Regions from separate parts of the Anser cygnoides genome. Here regions 1 and 2 are each linked to region 3. The links are chromatin contacts, called in public Hi-C maps. All regions are on one chromosome and are shown on one strand. Each heading gives the region's core, a stretch centred on a gene start, on an enhancer-like site or on the middle of the called end of the contact. The rest is flanking DNA. Distances are from core to core; before and after follow the strand shown.

What was found. A called contact is a pair of places that touch in the nucleus more often than the background predicts.
Region 1: a contact with region 3 is called in a Hi-C map of liver, with 5 times the contacts expected there. The contact joins two enhancer-like sites. A contact is called at or near these places in 2 of 7 Hi-C or Micro-C datasets (both in liver).
Region 2: a Hi-C map of liver shows a contact between it and region 3, with 6 times the contacts expected there. The contact joins two enhancer-like sites. A contact is called at or near these places in 2 of 7 Hi-C or Micro-C datasets (both in liver).

What each region holds. Positions count from the first base shown.
Region 1 is chr3:34,037,443-34,040,867 of Taihu_goose_T2T_genome, reverse strand. No RefSeq gene overlaps it. Among named protein-coding and RNA genes, the nearest start is that of TMEM63B, 110 kb to the right of the region's middle. Within about 2 kb of position 1,762, at least 2 of the 3 cell types and tissues checked have open chromatin away from gene starts, as enhancers often do. A contact at or near this core is called in liver, where this site is marked.
Region 2 is chr3:34,007,119-34,010,127 of Taihu_goose_T2T_genome, reverse strand. No RefSeq gene overlaps it. Among named protein-coding and RNA genes, the nearest start is that of TMEM63B, 77 kb to the right of the region's middle. Within about 2 kb of position 1,602, at least 3 of the 3 cell types and tissues checked have open chromatin away from gene starts, as enhancers often do. A contact at or near this core is called in liver, where this site is marked.
Region 3 is chr3:34,210,444-34,213,775 of Taihu_goose_T2T_genome, reverse strand. No RefSeq gene overlaps it. Among named protein-coding and RNA genes, the nearest start is that of VEGFA, 50 kb to the left of the region's middle. Within about 2 kb of position 1,260, at least 1 of the 3 cell types and tissues checked has open chromatin away from gene starts, as enhancers often do. A contact at or near this core is called in liver, where this site is marked.

The DNA.
Region 1 (3,425 bases), core at 513-3,012, 170 kb after region 3:
ATCCTTAGAGCTATTTAAAACAATTTCCAGCTGCCTAACATTGGCTCTTGGAGCCAGCTTTGAGGTGAGGAGGTTTGAAAAGTTTGGTTTCACTTGTTAGCAAGTCCTCCAGTTCATACCCACTGAAGAAAAGGGACTAGCAAAATTTAGGGAGGCTAGAGCAGAAAACAATAGAGACAGCAAAACTGGCCTGTTAGCAGATTTCCACCCATTTTTTTGTAAGCCTGTAAATAAATGTCTCCATAATGCTGCTGTTTGTTTTTAGCCTTCCTGAAAATGCTCCTCCTACTTTTTTTTTTTTTTTTTTTAACGTCTATTTGCAGTCCCTCTAAGTACATTATTTTGTTACAGGATATCTATTCTGAACTGAAGAAAGGTTATGCTCCACGGCCACGTGGCAAGACACTCAAGACAGCTCTGTCAGGGTCTAGAATACAGTGGATGGTGGCACTGGATTATGGATTGTGGCACAAACTGAACGAACATGGAAACAGAAATGCCTATAGGATGGTGTTTCCTTTTGTCCATCAGGTGTGTTCTGCTTTCAGAAACAGCGGACATGGAAGGTCAAACGGTTCATTTAATTCTTGGGACAAGAGGTCCTAACAAATTTATTTATTTTTTCCTCAGTGTAAAATTGAGAAGTCTTTTCCTGTAGCAGTTTTGTACAACTTTTAGTTTATATTCATCTGCATTCAGATGAATTCAGGGATGTTTTGAGACACTGAGCTTCATATATCATCGGATTTCTCCCGGCTATGTAGAGTGCAGGGCCTGTATGAGTGTTCTCCATACCCAGGTGAGCACTTCTCCCAGACTGTCTATTGATGCCAGCCATCAGTTGAGAGGCCTGCAGTGCTCCCCATGTGAATGCAGGTCTCTTCTTCATTTCTGCATTCAGGAAACCCTGACCTCTTCCCTAAACTCTTCTAAAATAAGTCCACACTCACTTCTTCCCATCCGAGCCTGGAGGAATCTGTATTCAACACCAAAGCAGCCAGTGATAGCTAGTTCAGTCCTCATGTCTAAATTTATTATTTTTTTTTCTTTTGATTTCCCTGGAAATGAGGAGGCTGGGAACATGGAGAGCTGGAACATCTGGCAGCCATCCCTCTGGCAGCCACCTTTGCTGCTGGCAGGACTCCATCTGCTTGGCCACGGCCCACGGTGCCCATGGATGGGTCACAGAAACCCCACTGTCAGGGAAGCTCCTCGGCTGCTGCCAACAGCCCCATCCCATTCATTTCTACCTGTTGCTGTGCTGCATTTGTGGTGCACACCTCTACCTTAGGAGGAATTCACTCTCTCAGTGCAGCTTCACAAGGCAGAGTTTCTAAGGTCTATTTGTTCTGGGGCAACAGCACCAGTGTGTCTCACTGATATTTCACGCTGTTCAGAAAGGACAAGTCAGCTGGCTGCAAGAAGCAGGAGCTGGAGCCCCTGAGACCGTGCCGGGCGCCTGGAAGGAGGAGGAGCAGTGGCAGCAGCCAGCATAGTGATGAAGGAGGAGGGACCCAAGGCCAGCTCGGTGCTTTGAAGGAGGAAGAACACATCAGAGGAGTCTGAGACAGCTGGAGACGACCTGCTCCAAGGGAGGGGTTTGAATGTCAGCCTTCCCTTGGAAACCCAGGAGACGTGAGCAGCGGCAGCACCCAGCTGGCCTGGGGAACAGACTACTTCTTTCAAGTTCTTTCTGCTTCCATAAACCAAGCTGAGTGGATGTTGCCCAAAGACCTCAGCAGGACAGTTCTTGCAAGCCACCCTCGTGATATTCTCCAGGCACCTCTGCCCAACAAAAACCTGTCATTTGGCCTAAACAAGATGAATGAGTTTGTACCTCCCAGGCCTCTAATTCCTTGCAGTCCCATCTGATCAGTTTACTAATAGATACCCGTATCTGAACTCTATTTTCTTCAGACAGTTTCACTGGCAGGGAGGAGAGGTCCTCATGACAGAGGACCCTTGTGTGGGTCCGTGGTGGCATGCTGAACTCAGTATTTTATGAGTTATTCTCATGTGAATTCCTCCTTACTCCCAGAGGAGGAAGTGGCACAAAATCAATGGTACAGATCGATACCTGTACTGATGTATTTCCTGGTGACAGGCCAGATGGCCAATTGACGGTAAACAAAGTCTGAACAAAGTCTGGGCACAGCAAGAGTTTCCAGATGGGAACCAGAAGTTTAGAGCTCATCAGAGCCATCTCCACACACACATTACACGCACCAAATAAACACTAATAAATGATTAACAGAGCTGTTGTGCATTAGCCTCAAGCTTGTGGATCCCTCCCACTATTTCTGGATAATTTCAAAAAAAGGCAGATGATAGGGAATTCTTCTTCGTTTGGAGAAATTAATTAGATGTTCAGCTCTCTGTGGACTTCATACAATCCTGAGAACCCTGTTTGCCCCTCCCCAGATGCTTCAGACTGCAGATCAGTCCTTTCAGTTAAAGGCTGCTCAAGGGCAGTTCCCTTCAAAGTCCATCCAAAGTCTTAAGCATTCAAATCTTCCCTGAGGCCCTACAGAGTAATGCAGTAATCTCTTTCTTCGTTCTGTGAACTGAAAGATCTTTATCTTCAGAGTTCTCAGTTCTGCATGCTATGGGAAAAAGAGATGAGACCTGGGGATGGAAGCTATTGTTTATAATGTAGAGCTGATACAAAGAAATAACTTGGGTTTCTCGCCTTCTTGAGACCTTACTCCTGCATTTCCTCTTTCCCTTCACTTCCTGGTATCTTTCACCTGCAGATAATCTGGATATTCACCTTCCACTTCTGCCTCTGTCAGGCCCATAACACACTGACGGGAAGGAAGGTTCATCCCTTGGAAAACTTCCATCTATTTTGTCAGGCAGCATCTCTAACTTTCAATAATAGCCTGAAACCAGTGGGACCAGTGGGACATATCCAGTGGGACATATCCAGCTATGTCCAGATATAGCACAAGCTGACACAAGTGTCTGGAGCTGAAGTTGGTCTTGCCTGTACTGTAACGACTGGGGTCTTCATAGCCTCCTTCTTGACCATGAACATCTGGATGTAAAGAAGAGCACTGGTCAGGCCCCCAGGAGGAGTGGTGAGCAGGGCACAAGGGAAGTGTCCCCTGATAACTCAGTGGAGCACAGCAGCTCTGCACCAGACACCTTCATTCTCATTCTCTGACCTTCAGTTCTCCAGTTCAATAATCTTATTCATTATACAACAGCAGGATTAGACAGTGCCTGCTGGTTGGCATGCTCTGATGGGCGTTAATACCTGCTGGCACAGAAGCAGGCACATGCCAGTACTCCGGTGTGCTAATGAAAAGGCACCATTTCCTCTTCCACTTCAGCACAGGCTGATGTTTCTTGAGAGCCAGCATTGATCTTTGTGTCCAAGAGAGCATGTGCTGCCGTCAGTCCTGCCTTGTGTCTCCAGGAGT
Region 2 (3,009 bases), core at 353-2,852, 200 kb after region 3:
TTTGCTTGTATTCAGACCAGGCCTGCCTGGTCCTGCAACTCCTGCCAGTTTCTGAATGGACCGTGACCTAGGAAGCTTCTCAGCAGCTCCAGAACAGGTCCCTGGGAGAAAACATAGACAGCATGCCACTGAGCCATTTCCTATGAGAGCTGGGCAGAGAAACAAAGGAGCTTTTTCTTCCATGGGAAAATGCCAAATCATCAAAACCTACATTTTTCACAGGGGCACATCAGTTCTGATGACATTTCCAGGAAGACATTTCTCTGATGCAGGATAGAAAGCAGGTGGTTATTTCTATTTTGGAGGAGGGCAGAGAAATGAAGGAGATGGACAAGGAAAAAAAGGCTACAGTCAATCCACTGGCCAGGCGATGTGAGAAACAGCTCAAGGATTGCTCTGCCTGATCCAGAACTAGGGCTGGATCTGTTCAGTAGTACACTGAGCAAACACCTGTCTGTGAGAGAATAGCTGTAGGGGAGAAGGGGAAAGGTGTCTACTTTTTGCAAGACGTGTTTGAAAAGGCCCAGGTTCATCTCGTTTCAGAATAGCAGTTATGACACCCTGCAAATGTCTGTACATGAAGACTCATCTCTAGCCAGACATATGGTTTGAATTCCTCTACACCTCATCTGCATCCTTCCAGCTCACCAATTAGCAGCAGCATCTTTACTGTATGTCAGGATTGTGTCCCTGCAGGGACCAAACGCCCTGGGACATGAAGTGAGTCCTCTCCTCCAGTTAGAACACCATTTCCTTTCTTTCTTGCACAGAAACTTTCCTCTTTATCAGCCACGCTCTGCCATGCAAGTGTGGAGCAGGCTCTCAGCTAGGAGAACACTGACTTCCCATGTGCTCTGGTGACTTACCCCAGTGGAGGACCTTGCCCTCTGGTGCACAGCTAGGATGCTCCCCCCCAGCACTCAGCCCTTTCTGGATCAAGCCTAGAGAAGCGCTGCAAATTCCCATCCCAATCAGTCAGAAATGTGTCAAGCTGATGCTGCAATACCCACCCAGTACACAAATGCTGCTCTTCAGGGTCACTCTCTCCCCCCAGCAGGTCTGGCCCTGTCCTGCAGACCCTTGCTGCTGGGTGAAACACATTTTCTTTTGGCACACAGATGCCTTTGTTCAGCTGGCTCTGCTCTTTTACAGGGATCGTCCACAGCCCTGCAGCTCACTCCGAGCTCCCTTCCTTCTTGGTGCCGCTGGAAGCATGGCCTTTTCTGGTTCATTTACACCAAGGCTCAATTCAAAAGGGACCAGATGTGTATTTTTTTTTCAGTGGGCCAGGCTTTGGTAAAGCGGAAATCCTCCCCTGGTGTGGCAGGTCTGTTCTCCTAACAGGTAGCCATTTCAATGGCTGGTAGGGATATTCATTCCTCCTTGCATGTGACTGGGAGCCTTAATTCCTGGGAGGGAAGAGCCCAGCTTGAGTTGCACGCTCCACAGTGCTACAGGCCTTTGAAACTGCATTTTCTAGTCCTTCAGCTTCTCAAAGGCTCTGAGAGGCCAAAATTTAAAGCAGGTCTGTGCTCTAGTGAGTAACTGATGTAATTACGCTCACTTGTTACAAGGGGAAGCTTTCACAAGAGGGGGAGGCGGTGGCCCCTCGCCAGGAGGTGTGTCCTCGATGACAAGCTGTGGAGCCAATCGCAGGCCCGAAAGATCATCACATTCATACCAAAAAGAAAAGAAACTGCCCTAGGGTATTTATATTGAGGAAGGAAAAAAAAAAAAAAAAGAGTTGGCAAAGAAAGAGAAAAAGAGACTGAGAACCTGCAACTTTGTTAACTAACTCTGCAGCTGAATTCAAAAAAGCCAGGCTGGTCCCCCTGCAAATCTTGCTTCCCATCCCCTTCCCTCCCTCGAAGCATCTCTGGAAACCTCTCTGTAAGCTGGAGTGAAAAGTTCAGCTGCCCGCAGTGGTCCTGCTCTCCTCCTGGCTGGCCACCTGGTAAGCCCGGGGGGCTGCCCACCCAGGCCTGGCCCTCGGGAGGGCAGGGTGGGCAGTGGTCCTCCATCGGAGGTCTCTGGCACCCATGGGGCAGGCAGGAGCCCCGCGGGTTAATGATTACCTTCACAGCCCCGAGCACAGTGGCATGGGCTCCTGGCTCCCTGTATCTACGTTAAACAGCTGGGGAAAGAGAAGGCAAGTTTAGCTTTAACCAAGGGGTAAACGGTCAGCATTTACAAATGCTGAACCACCAAAAACTAGCCAGTCAGAGGTTATTTATTCCACTTACACAAGAGGACCGTGCAGTCCAAAGGATGAGGGGCCTGTATGGGTGTAGAAAGCCTGTTTTCTGCCACCGGCCAGCTGGATGAAGCCGGGGGGGAAAGCGCTTCCTCTCCCCGTGCTGCCTCCCTTCCCTGCCCTTTTTGGTGCCGTTTCTGTTTGGACGGCGTGTTCCCCGGAGTACAGGCTGTCTCCAACCGCGCTTGTGTGGAGACGCTCACAATGGAGCTGTAACCTAACCTCGGTGTGAACGTACTGCCATTAATAATAATAAAAATGCCCATCACTGTAGGGCGGCCGCGAACAGCCAGCCCAAGGCTTCCCTTGCAGGCAGGCTGCCGAGGAACAACTAACTCATGGGGCAGGGTGCTGAGGCAAGCCTCCCCGTCGTGGCCACCGGCTCCAGCTCCCGGTGGCCGCGTGTCGCGGGGCTGATGGCAGAGGAAGACACGAAGCCGGAGCCATCCGCCCCGGCCTCACACCTCGCCCCGCAGCGGGCGGTGGAGGTGGCGGGGCGCCATGCCAAGGTGCCACAAGCCCCCTCATGGAGACACCATGCCCGCAGGCGTCGCCGAGGGGCCGGGCCGGGCTAAGGAGCGGGGCTGCCCTGCCACCTGCCGGCAGAGCCCGGCTCGGCGCCTCGTGGGCCCGGGCATGGCCGGGGAGCCCCCGGGGAGCACCCGGGAGAGGGGTGGTGGGGCCGGGGTGCTGCCCGGGCTGGCCCCCAAAGGCCCGCCATGCCCGTCCATCTTGTCGCCCACACCGTGGCACTT
Region 3 (3,332 bases), core at 11-2,510:
TACTGACATATTTTGCCAGGGGAAATTTCCATTGACATCAATATCTTGTTATTTAAAACGATGCATTTAATCAAAACATCTTTTAGAAGGAAAAGCTATGTTTAAAAACATTCCAGCCAGCATTGCCTGCAGACACGGGTTTCAGCCATGGCCCTGCTGGGTGGGGTATGAAGGTAAGTAACAACATCAGGCAGAAGCAGCTTCACCACCGTGACTGATGGCATGTCTGCAGTGGGGTGGGATGCAGCTCTCCAAGCACGTGTCACCCGCTAACTCCCTCATCGTAATTCTGGACTTTCTGCTGGGACCTTGCCACCCCTCTTCGCTTGCAAAAGGTCAAGCAGTGGTCTAAGTCATGGTGTTCAATTTGCTCTTCCCTTCCACCTTGCTGTTAACAGCCAGCAAATTTCCTACAGGATCCCCATTGAAAGGGTCCTCAAAACAGCGTCCTGTGATCTCAGGGGCAAGCAAACATCAGCCTCAGTCCAATTCTTGGACGTCAGCTCTGCCCCTTGTTCCCGGATCATTGAGAGCTGCTGGGTTATGCTGCTTGCTTTTCACAGCCTCCTGTTTATCTCACCTTTGGTCCTGCTCCGTGTTTACAGTTAAAGCTGTTCATTCAAGTGCCATATACTTTGTCAGGATTTGCTGAGGGAGCAAAGTTCCTCAGGCAGAAGACAAGAGCAGGGGAAAAACAGCCTGTGGCTGCTACACTTGTCTGTTGCTTGCTTCAGGGAGGTTGCTCAAGACAGGCTGGCAGCTAATATGTACAGAAAAGATAGCAGTAGTAGTACGTCGGCAAAATTTGGAGGCCTCCGAGACTCTCTTTTATTCTTGCTTCTCAGTGATTTCTCAGTGTCTTTATGATGATGATGCAGCAATTGAAGATTTTACTTCCAGCATTTTATCAGGAATGTCTTTTTTATGGTTGCACTAAATTCTTAAATAGAGATGGGGTGACTGCTTCTGCTGCCTCACCCCAGCACTTCACATTTACAGTCTTACATATTTGTGTTCTAGCTATGGTAGATAAAATGATATAAATAAATAAAAAGTAACAGGGAGAAAACATCTCTTTTACTTGGACCAAATCACACACTTTGGTAAAAAAGACAAACTTTCAGGCACCCAAAAGAAGGTTTCTCCTCAGTCACTCACATCCCACAGTAATATAAAATATTAAGACTCAGAGCTTTAGTTCTTCAAAGAAGAAAACCTTGGTGAGCTGGGATTTTTTGACAAGATCCTTGATATCTATGAAAGTCAGGCACAGGCCTCCAATGCTATGAGAATCCCTTGGTCATTGCTGCAACTAAAATCCCATGAAATTATTTGGGATATGAGAAATTCAAGGCCGCAAGTGAAAGGCAATAACCTGTTGCTTAAGAGGTAAATAAAGCAGCACAGAAGTGGGAACCACTGGAGGAGAATGTTAACTTAGTCAGGGCCATGAATATATATCTGCATATTAAAGGGCGACAAAAATACTGTGTGAAAGTCGAAAACGGGTGATTGTTTATATAATTTCAAAGGAACCCTTGAAATAATATTTACAGAGGGTCAGGAGAGGAGAATCGAGCCATTTATCCAGGAAACCGTACTGAATAAAAGTGGAAACAGCAACAACGCTGTGCCAGGGGTCAAGACCACGCATGGGCGTAGCGTTTCCACCGCTTCCGTCAGCCTGGCAGTGACGGCGGGGAAGGGAGGTCCTGCAGGTGGATCAGGCCTCATGTTGTGGCTCAGGCCTCACGTTGTGGCTCAGGCCTCATGTTGTGGCTCAGGCCTCACATTGTGGCTCAGGACTCACATTGTGGCTCAGGCCACATGTTGTGGCTCAGGCCACAGGTTGTGGCTCCCGTGGTGAGAGCAGCCTTCACGGAGCAAGACCCTGTGCAGGTTAAGAGTTAGTTGCCCTGGTAGGCAGCATGGTATAAACGTGAAGGATTAGAGCTAAGAGACTGAGATGAGGTGACACAGTTTGTTGTATTTTCTAGATCTTGAGCCTGAGGAATCACAGACTGGGTTGCAGGACAGGCCCATAAGTAAGCTATCCCTGTCCAGAAGAGCCACTGTCATCTCACGTATGCACAAATACTACCTACTACAGGGACTGTCATTCCTGGAGTCCCTGCTGTCCAGGTACATCATTTTGGTGACCCAGAGGGATCCTTTTGGGTGCAGAAGGGTGATGCCTCCCCTTTAGGATGTTACTGTGGCTGTCAGAGCAGCTTCTGCCCCCTGAGCTGTCCCACCAGAGCTCCCTGAAACCTCCTGGGTGCTCACATGAAGCTCTGGCCAGGCATGCTCCCCCATGACTGAGCCCCAGCAAATTCCCAAGCCTTCAGCCTCAGGCAGGCTCACCCTCCCGTGGGACTTCTAACTTCGTCTTTTCTTCCATCATCCTCCCCCCTGCAGACATTGCCTTCCCCAGGCTCATTCCTCCTCAACCCCTGCTCCTTTCCAAGAGAGACTGCAACGGTTCATCCTGCCCAAAATACTTAATTCCCGTATTTCCCGTACCGTTCTTTTATACCCTGAAATCACAGCCTCTTTTCGCACCAACCACTCCCTGCTCAGGCTCACCATGGAAGGTCAATCACCTTGCTGAGCATTAATCAAGCTTTCTTGGCAGCCTTCCCCAGGGAGGGGACCCGGTATTCTTACGTAGCCCACGTGCTCCCAGGGCTGTGCCAGTCCAGGGTAGGCAGCAAGCGGCTGAGCTGCTGCTTTGGTGGCAAGCTACGTGACATTTCCACAAAGACGCTTCTTTGCTTTCCCCTCAAGATCTTCCCAAAGATGAAATAACGCAACACATGCAGTACTGTGTTATGATGGAGTAGATGCTGGGGTTGTGGTGAGGGAGAGGGATTGACCTCACAAGGGTCACTTTAGCCAGTTTTCCTCTTTGCTTATTAAAGGGAAAAATCCTTCCTTTTGCAAGTAAGTGTCAAGAGGTGAGCCAGGCTTGCTGAGCCAGCCATCACCGGTGTCTGTGAGGAGTTTGTGCATCGTACCATATACTGTTGGCTGTTCAGTTGCACACAAATGTGGGCCCTACCCTCAGATCTCAAAGAAACCTTTCTGTCCCATGCCCCAGAAAGCGCACAGCATGCAGCAAACCTTATGCCTTTACTCCAAGACACCAGGCTGCCGTGTCTCTGGAGATGTTCTCAGTCTCCGTGCTGAGACCGAGGAGGGAGGAGAGCATGGTCATTGCTCTGAGCTCCGCCTTGGCTTGTGACTTGTGGCCTTGGAGGGTGCATGTGTATCACGTAACCACATGAGGCTATCTCCTGGCACTGTGTCCCAAGGCAGAGGGATTGTGGGCT